2 separate regions of the Sus scrofa genome follow, and region 2 is linked to region 1. The links are chromatin contacts, called in public HiChIP or PLAC-seq maps. All regions are on one chromosome and are shown on one strand. The core of a region is the stretch at or near the end of the contact, and the rest is flanking DNA. Distances in the headings are between cores, read along the strand shown. Region 1 has its middle 91 kb from the start of GALR1. Region 2 overlaps LOC106509046 (a long non-coding RNA gene).

Region 1 (5,015 bases), core at 713-3,212:
CATGGCTGTGCAGAACCCCCTCCACTGCCCACAGGGAGGAAAGAGGCCTCGGGGCAGGAGACCCCTTTCCAGAGAGCCCTCGAGTGGGGCGTGAATAGGTGAGGCACCCGGGCAGAGCCTGGATAAGCATCAGGGCTGTGGAGTGAGGGATGGTCACACCAGGAAGACCCTGCCCAGGAGTCATGTGATGCCCTGACTCCTCTGGTCAATTAGGTCCTGGCAGACGAGTCACAGATTCTCTTTAGGGGACCAGATCCTCAGCTGTAAGCTAAAAGGATAGGATGTGGTGAGTATTAAATAAGATAATGGGAGTTCCCACAGTTGAGCAGTGGAAACGAATCCAACTGGGAACTGTGAGGTTGCGGGTTTGATCCTTGGCCTCACTCAGTGGGTTGAGGATCTGGTGTTGCCATGAGCTGTGGTGTGGGTTGCAGACTTGACTTGGAGCTGATGTTGCTGTGGCTATAGTGCAGGCCAGTGGCTGTAGCTTGGATTGGAACCCTAGCTGAGCCTCCGTGTACTGCGGGTGTGGCCCTGGAAAGCAAGCAAGAAAGAAAGAAAGAGAAAAAAAAATGTGTGTGAAAGCACAAGAAAAAATTGGAAGAAGTGCTGGCCTCATGGCCTCCTGCTTGTGACATAATAATAACAGCATGGCAGGGGCTGTGCTGCTTAATCTTCCCAGGAGTCCTGGGTGAAACGCTCACTCCGAAAAGACATCAGTGCACTTGTGGTGATTGTGGTGCTGGTTATGGAATGAATATTGCTAGAATGATCAATTAGGTATCAGGGGGCTCACAGTGTAAGCTGAGGTCATAGTTTATTAAAACACACCTGTCCCCAGCTTTGAGCAAAGCCAGCAAAAGTCTACATTTACAAAGAGAATATAAAACATCAGATTCTTTTGAAGCGAAAAGTCCCTTCATTCACTTCAAGTGAATTATCTAGAGTCCCAGCCTGGCTTTATAAAACCATAGATGTGGATTTAGGCCCAGAAATCATGGTACCCCGAAACATGGCACATCGTACAAGGTAGCAAGGTGAGAACTCAGTGAGGTGTGAGGGGCTGACAGAGAAAACACTTGTTGGATGTGTCAGTTTATCTTTACATGAGGATAGGTGGTGGCTCTGTCTTCTAGGAAATGGGGGTTGCTCTCCTCGGAGGCATCTACAACTCCCAGTTTTCATGTAGAATGTTCACAGGCGTTATCAGCTAGAGAGAAACTACTGCGTGGAATGTAACCACTTAAGTATGCTCTTTGGAAGGGTAAACGAGGCTCTTTCACTGGTATGTCTGACTGCGATGATCTAAATGGGGCGAAGGAGACAAGTCTGTTATAATCATGATGGCAGAAAAGCAAAGCTAAAGCCAGTGGAGTGGAGGCGCACACTCCTCTTATAAACACTGCAGAAAGCATGTAAAAATTAACCGGCGCCTTTGTGTCAGGTTTGTGGTACATAAACTCCATCTGCCTGATTCTAATTTCTCTGATCAAAGCATGCAGCATCAGCAGTGATGAACCAGATCTTTCAAGATCATCTGAAAATGACAAAGGAACCTGTGGAAGCAGCTTCCTGCTTCTTCTGGCCACTTGAGTCTCTTAGGCAGTTTGTTTAGGACTCTGGGATGATGGCTTGAAAACGCTGATTTAAGGCAGTATATAATCTCTTCACTAAAATAGCATACCTAAATATATTCCCAGAGCACTGACCCTTGCAAAAACTATCTGATGTGGGACGTACATTCATCACTATTCTGGCACAGGATGGTGGATTGCTCAGGCTTTTCCAGAGAAACGGAACCAGTAGGAGATGGTCTGCCCATCTAGCTGTCACCTGTAAAAAGGTTTCCTTCAAGGACTGGTCACAAGATTGTGGGAGCTGGAGAGTCTGAAATTTGCACGGCAGGCTGGCAGACTGGAGACCCAGGCAGCGTGATGCTGCCATCAGGAGGCAGAATTCCGTTTTTCTCTAGTAAACCTCAGTTTTTGCTTTGTTGGCTTCTAGCCGGTTGGATGACTCCCACTCACATCATCCAGGGTGATCTCAAAGTCAGTTGATTGAAGATATGAATCAATATCTTTGTAGAAACATCTAGGCTCATGTTTGATAGAACTGGACACTCTAGTCTAGCCAAGGAGACATATATTCACCCATTACGGAGGCATTGACTAAGTCTCAGAAGAAAACGTAAGGATTTGTGCAGATTTTTTGGACTAACATGGGTTTCCTAATGTCACTGACTAAAGCTATACACAGTGCCGTCCCCAGATAGATTTTAGAGTTTAGTGCAATTTAACTTTTAACTTCTATTGCCAGGGGACAAACATCCAAATGTTAAAATGTATTTTTCCTTCATCTCCAATTCTTTATGAACTTTAAGGAAATAACTGCCTTTAGGATAGACATCTGGATGCTTTTAAAAAAATAGCACTTGGAAGAGCTGAAAGACAAAGCACTTGCTGAGGCTTCTAAGATGAGTGTGCCTGACACATGGGGCAGGATGGGTTTTTTGTGCTAATGTATGCCTCTCAACTTCCTTCAAATGCCACATGATTCTTTTCTCAGAGGGTGGAATCAGTTCTCTGTCGACTATGATAAAGAAGATAGATAAAAGCACAATTTCAAATGCTGTTCGACAAAAATTATTTAATCATCTCCGGCCTCTTGTGGAAATTCATTCTGAGATGTGTGTTGGTGGGTAGCTTTGCAGCCCTGCCTTGGCAGCTGCAATAAGAGCCAGCTTTATGAAAAATTCAGTTTATTCATCAGTGCAATATACACTTTCATGACAACCAGAGTGCAGCCAAGGTCAGCCTTTTACGAGGGCTGAATATGGTTTGCAGTAGGAGGCATTTGAAAGGTCTTCACCTGCCTTCCCAATAATAGCAGTTTTCTACTGGCCGATGATGGAAATTCTAGCATCATTACTTTATTTAAAAATTATTACAACTTTGATTCATGAAAAAATGCAAATGTCTTTAGGAGAGGTAGATGAAATGGAAGCTATGGAGTATTTTCATTTGGGATGAATGGGTTTCAGATCTTCCCTGATCTGATTTCATGGGGATGGAGGAAAGCTCAGGGGTGAACCAGCTCTCAGTGAGCGGCTAGGCCTGCAGGCAGGCGTTCAGCGAGAGAATTGCACTACTTGCCATCTTTTTCCTTCTTCCCAGTTATATCCAGAATAGACCTGACTACACTTATGGAACCAAAAGTAAGCAGTTCAATATAATGTATAGGACATTAAAGTGCTAGCAGTTTAATGACAAGAGGTAGAAAGGTCTGGAAATTGAGGGCGGGTAAGGAGGGGGCTGGGGGAGTGTTATGAAATAAGGATGATAGATGAGGAGAGGGAAGATTATTAAAGTTTAAGTTTAGTGGAGTTCCTGTCGTGGCCCAGCAGAAACGAATCTGACTAGGATCCATGAGGATGCAAGTTCGATCCCTGGCCTTGCTCAGTGGGTTAAGTATCCGGCATTGCCGTGAGCTGTGGTATAGGTCACAGATGCAGCTTGGACTTGGTGTTGCTGTGGCTGTGGTGTAGACCAGCAGCTGTAGCTCCAGTTAGACCCCTAGCCTGGGAACCTCCATATGCTGCAGGTACGTCCTTAAGAAGACCAAAAGAAAAAAAAAAAAAGTTTAGGAGTCAGATTTATACTGAAGATAGCAGCTAGCTAGCTACTGAGAAGCTGCAAGTGAGGCAGTATGAGGTCATACTCCAAGGGAAATATGGACTACCTTTTAAATATTTACATTAATGACAGATACACATCAATTTCTGGAGTAACCCTTCTGGATATCCTGATGCAGAGTGAAAGAGAAGGGAGACCCATTTTCAAGAAATATCCATTTGCCAGGGGTCCAGCTGTATTAGACTTTGTTTCTGGGTAATTCCTTCCTGCCTGCTCAGAGAATTCAGGGGGTTTTTTTGTTTGTTTTTTAGGGCCACTCCCGAGGCACATGGAGGTTCCCAGGCTAGGGGTTGAATCTGAGCTGTAGCCACTGGCCTCTACTACAGCCACAGCAGCACAGGTTCCGGGCCACATCTTCAACCTATACCACAGCTCATGGCAATGCCAGATCCTTAACCCACTGAGCCAAGTCAGGGATCAAAACTGTGTCCTCATGGATGCTAGTCAGATTTGCTTCTGCTGAGCCACGATGGGAATGCCAAAAAGTTCAGTTTTATTTGAACAGATTTGTGTGGCTTTCTGATTCCTTGCACCCAGGAACCTTAAGTAGTCAGAAATTGCTTGGAGACCCATTGCATGCGAAATAGGGAAATTTAAAAAAAAGAAAAAAAAAAAAAACAAAAAAACAGAGGAGTTCCCGTTGTGGCTCAGTGGTTAACCAACCTGACTAGTGTCTGTGAGGACACGGATTCAACCCCTGGCCTTGCTTGATGGGCTAAGGATCCGACGTTGCCATGAGCTATGGTATAGGTAACAGACTTGGCCTGGATCCTCCTTTTGCTCTGGCTGTGGTGCAGGCTGGCAGCTGTAGGTCCGATTTGACTCCTAGCCTGGGAACCTCCCTATGCTGTGGGAGAAGCCCTAAAAAAAAAGAATGGGAGAGTGTTTACATAACCAAGACCATAAAAAGTTTGCGTTATTATTTAGAATTTTTTGTTAGTCTTATTTACATTTCTCTTTCTTCATTGTTATTTTTGAGAGTAGCTATGAGAATGTTCATTTTGTGTAACATTTTGCAAACACTCCATAAATGTTCGTTGACTAAAATAATAAAACATTTGAGTAAAACTTTAGTAATTTTATATTTGGAAAAGGATTTGTAAGAATGTATTGCCTACAGTACTGAATTTGGAATAGAGACAGAAAAATCATAAAAAGTTGGAATCTCAAAAAAAAAGGTGCATCAAATAAAAGATCTCTGAATTTTTGAGTATAACTTAAAAAGCATGACGTCATGTTTAGTGGTTATAATTTCTAATCATTTTGAGGTCCATTCTATTACAATGGGAACTAAATGGAAAGATAGTACCGTAGTCATTGCTT
Region 2 (4,882 bases), core at 311-2,810, 260 kb before region 1:
GCAGGACAAGATGGAGTTTTCAGCAAAGAGACTGAGAAAATATTGTAGAAACATGTTTCGTGACACCCCTCAAATCTTCAGGGAAAAAAAAATCATATTGATCTTTAAAATGGATGCAAACAACCTTTTTGGATGTCCCTTGAGCTCCTCCTGAGTTAGTGCTTTATTAACCATTTTGCTGTGAGCCAGAAGCAGTGTGACCACCTGTTCCCGGGCCGGCAGCGGCTCCCCAGGCTGCTGTGAGGCAGCCCTCAAAGTGAGGTGCCTGCCCCATCAGCCTCTTAGAAAGACCCAGTGGCCTCGAGGCCTCTGGAACAAAGGTCACAGCGTGGACTCATTTTCTAGAGCTGTTGCAACAAATTGCACAGACTTGGTGGCATGAAACAACAAACATTTAACCTCTCAGTTCTGATGGCTGAAGCCCCAAAACAAGGCAGCAGCAGGGCCATGGTTCTGCAGAGTCTCTGGGGAGGGTCCTTTCTGCTGCTTCCAGCTTCTGGGCGCTGTGGGCCATCCTCAGTGTCCTTGTCTTTCGGATACATCACTGCTGTCTCTGCCTCCCCCTTCCCTCGGACCCTGTGTGTCTGTCTACATTCCCTGCATATGAGGACACCAGCCTTTGCATTAGGGCTTATCCTAGCCCAGAGGGGCCTCATCTTCACTTGATGTATCTGAGATCCTATTTCCAAGTAAGGTCGTGTGCTGAGGTCCTGGGGGTGTGCATTTGGGAGAGCACTGCCCAGCCTAGGACACAAGGCTCCCAAGCAGAGTATGAGGCTGCAGGTGCAGCCCTCTTGCTTAGGTCCCCCCAGTACACAAGTACGTTGCTGGAGCACTCTGCCTGCCCGTCCTCAGCTGAGGCACAAGCCCTTCCCTGATCCCTTCTGGGTTGCAGACCTCCCTAGGAGGAAAGTGGCACCGCTGGGAACCAACAAACATCCAAATTAAATGCCTGCCACATATTTTAAAGGGTCTTTTGAGAAGTTAAAGAAATGTTTTGTTCATTGTGACCAAGAGTTCCTTTGTCTGAATGCAGACCACCCGCCGTGATTCATGCTAAGGTCACTTAGGAAAAAAGAAGCAGGGTGGAAAAAGCCAGTTGACTGCTGGCCCTGAGGGTGTGTAAGGAGCTGCACAGAGTGACTCACCACTGACTCACCACCTTCATTTTCTTCCCGCTGCCTAAGTTCTGTCCTCAAACTTCTCAAGGCATCAGAGCCAAACCACTGGCAGCGTTTACAGCCTGTGACATTTCAAGTTGAAGTGAGAGAGCAGTACTTAAACATCAAAACTTAAAATCATCTCTTTGGAAGACAGATCCCTTTCCTTTCAATACAATGTCAGTGTCTTTTTCTTTACTTTGGAACTTTTTCTTCATATTAATCAAGTGATTACCATTTTATGGTTGACGCAACTTGCAAATAGTTGTAAAATTAATGTGAACAATAATAACTATTACTGTTGCTGTCTTGTTTCTGTTCCGGTGGTAGTAAGTCTGGACCATTCTTAACTGCTGCAGAAGAAACCAGGCAGGACAGAAAGTGAGCAGTCAGCTGCTCACACCTCCTGCTGCTTAGGACGGGGTGCTCCCAGGCCAGCATCCCAGGCTGAACTTTCTTATGGGCACTGTGGCTGGATAGCCCGTAATTTCTGACACAGTCATAATTTCAGATACGCTGTCATTTTCTAGCATTCAGTTTTGGTCTTCTGAGATCTGTGTTCTTAGCCACTCACAGTAGCCCCTTTGAGGAGATGAGGATCCCACCTTCCACGAGCATCGAAATCCAAGTCTTGTCATCTTGCCAGAGTCCTGTGGTTAAGACGGGCAGCAGCTTTAGGCACACATGGAGGGACAGAACTGGCAGGGGCCAAGTCCACTTACTGTCCATTTGGAGAAAGGGAGGAGCAGCAGAGCACAGCTGGGTTGCTGGTGATACAGCAGCCTGGACATCTGACCCAGCAGCCCACCTCCTCTGTGCCTTGGCAGAGGTCAGCCTGACATTGGCGGGTGGGCAAAGAGCTTAAAGTTCTCAGCCCTGCAAGAGAATTGCAGGCTGGGAATTGAGGCTGAAAGAGTAGGGATTTGCTGGAAGGTCAAGGAAGAAAAGGATGTCCAAGCCCAGAAAGTGACATGATCACTGTCCTGGAGCCATGACACTGTGCGGGCATTTGAGAAATGGAAAGTCTGCCAGAATGGGGAGTTTTCTTTTGCTGTGGCTGCAGTAACCAAGAACACAGACTAGGTGCTTACCCAACAAGTCTGTTCTCTCCCGGTCCTGGTGGCTGGAATTACAAGATTAAGGTGTTGGCAGGGCCATTTTCTTCTGAGGCTGTGAAAGACAGTCTGTGTCTTGCATCTTAGCCACTGGTGGTTTCCTGATCATCTCCGATGACTCTTGGCTTAGAGATGGGTGACCCTGATCTCTGCCTTCTTCCTTATCTTCCCTCTGTGGATGTCTTTCTCCCTGTCCACACTTCCCATTTCTGTAAGAACACCAGTCTGTTGGAGTAGGGCTCCCCCTGATGATCTCATTTAAACTTGATGACCTATTAAAGACCCTCCCTCCAAATAAGTCACATCCTCAGGTCCTGGTAGTTAGGGTGCCAACATGTCTTTTTAGGGGGATACAACTGAACCTACAATGGGGTGTAAGACACATTTGGAATGTGCAAGAAAAGACTGGAGTATGGACAATGCTGAGAAGTTCAGAGCTGGAAGGCTCTGAACTAATGGAAGGTGTTCAACAGGATAGTGACATGTTCGCATGGATATTTTAGATGATAGCTCTGTCCTGGGCAGGTTATGTTGGAGCAGGCAGAGTGGACATTAGTGTACATAGCAGGAGAGACCCCAGGTGCTGAGGGTCCACATGGGTGCAAGAGCAGAGGAATAGAAAGAGGGAGACACATTTTAAGAGATTTAAAAGGGAATTGATAAAGCATGGTCAACCATCAGGTGACTACATAAAGAAATTAAAGTAAGTGATAAAAGTGTTTGCCATGGTCTCTCTGAGGCAGAACTAAAGATGGGGAATGAGGGTGGTCCAGAGATTAGGTTTCCAAGGGTTCTTGGGAAGGGCTGGTGGGGCCTGAGGTGCGCCCGCAGTGTTCGGGCTTAGCTGCATGTCCCTGGAAACTGGGTTAGAGGCCACTTTTTGAAAAGCACAGAAGTTATGATTTAAGAAGCTCTCAAGCATATTGTGATAGTTCATTTTATGTGTCAGCCTTGCTGGGCCATGGTGCCCAGCTATGTGGTCAGACATTATCCTATATGTTCGTGAGGATGTTCTTTGGATGGGATTTTCATTTAAATCAATGTTTAACAGACTTTGAGTAAATTGGATTACCCTCCATTATGTGGAGGCCTCACCAATTAGTTGAGGCCCTTAACAGGAAAAGACTGACCTTCTGAGAAGAAGAAATTTGGCCACCTGATGGCTCCCCTGGGTCCCTAGCCTGCTGTCCCACCCTACAGATTTTGGACCTGCCAGGCCTCCACAATCATGTGAGCCAATTCCTTAAATCTCTCCCCATACACACATCCTGTAGGTTCTGTTTCTCTACCCTGGCCAACACATCATCTTGACTGGCTTTAAATGTGGTTCTGCTTCCTCAACCCAAAATGAGGGCATAAATTTATGTGATTGGACTAAAAGGAAAAAATGTTAAAAAGTAACATGTTTTGTTTTGTTTTAAAATAAAACATGTATTGGAGTTCCCAACGTGGTGTAGCAGAAACAAATCTGATGAGGAACCACAAGGTTGCAGGTTTGATCCATGGCCTCATTCAGTGGGTTAAGGATCCAGCGTTGCTGTGAGCTGTGGTGTAGGTCACAGATGTGGCTCGGATCTAACGTTGCTATGGCTATGGGGTAGGCCAGCAAAAACAGCTCTGATTAGACCCCTAGCCTGGGAACCTCCATATGCCGTGGGCGTGGCCCTAAAAAGACAAAAATAACTAACTAAATAAAATAAAACGTATTTAAAAATGTGTTGTGTTTTAGGCCCTCTTAGCATCAACCAGTGACAACTCATCCCATCCTTTCCTTCCTGCAGCTCACAGATGCTCCCCCTGCAGATGCCCAGGACCCTGGGTAGAGCCCGGGGACTGCTGGTGATACCCTCATGTTGAGAATGAGGTGAAGAATTCAGTGTCACCTGGGAACCCAAGTTGTGCCCTGTCCACGGAGGGTGGGGTTGGCAGAGCATCTGTGCGCCCACTCTTGTCCTTGGCCTGTGATTTTCACAAGAGGTGGCCAGAGATCACAGAGTGGATGCAGCATTCATGAGAGTTTCCAAGGAAAAGACCTCAGGATGAGGAGGAATGGCCGATGTGTCTGTTGGAGCAAGGATACGGTTGGCCCTGTAGGTGCAGCAGGCAGCAGGCCTGCCTAAGAAGGTGTGTGAACGGAACAGCAAACACAAGCACCGTGCAGAAAACACACTTGCGGGACATGGCCATCCGGAAGCGCTGAGGGATGGGAAGGGGGAGCAGCCGCTCCCAAGGCCTCAAAACATGCTTCCCCTCAGCGTGGTGACCTGTGCCCTGGAGGCGACCTTAACCAGGTGACCGTGTCCTTCTGCTGGGTCTGGGATAACTGGGCACCAACTTTAACGGCTCAGAGAAAGATTGGAACTCTTGGCACCCTTGTTTGGAATGTCTTCCAAGTAGCTAAGGGTAATGATGATTCATTTATTATTTTGTTAAATTTCTGTTAGTTTCTAAAAGGGTGGGAAAACCTACTAAAATATTCATAATCAAGCGTAAACACAAAAGTAGAGGATGACAGTTGTACACAGTGAGACCAGAATTTTAAAACACTGTCTCTGTGCGCTCAACCAGGCATGTGTAACACACACACCTTCCTGGCCAGTGAGACCA

What was found. HiChIP or PLAC-seq counts read pairs in DNA pulled down with a chosen protein or histone mark.
Region 2: an H3K27ac HiChIP or PLAC-seq map of alveolar macrophages shows a contact between it and region 1. The contact joins two enhancer-like sites.

What each region holds. Positions count from the first base shown.
Region 1 is chr1:147,554,753-147,559,767 of Sscrofa11.1, reverse strand. No RefSeq gene overlaps it. Among named protein-coding and RNA genes, the nearest start is that of GALR1, 91 kb to the right of the region's middle. Within about 2 kb of position 1,962, at least 4 of the 83 cell types and tissues checked have an H3K27ac peak or open chromatin away from gene starts, as enhancers often do. A contact at or near this core is called in alveolar macrophages, where this site is marked.
Region 2 is chr1:147,815,974-147,820,855 of Sscrofa11.1, reverse strand. It overlaps LOC106509046 (a long non-coding RNA gene), which reads left to right. Exons shown (of 4, transcript XR_001306261.2): 2 at 4,057-4,678. Among named protein-coding and RNA genes, the nearest start is that of ZNF236, 36 kb to the right of the region's middle. Within about 2 kb of position 1,560, at least 28 of the 83 cell types and tissues checked have an H3K27ac peak or open chromatin away from gene starts, as enhancers often do. A contact at or near this core is called in alveolar macrophages, where this site is marked.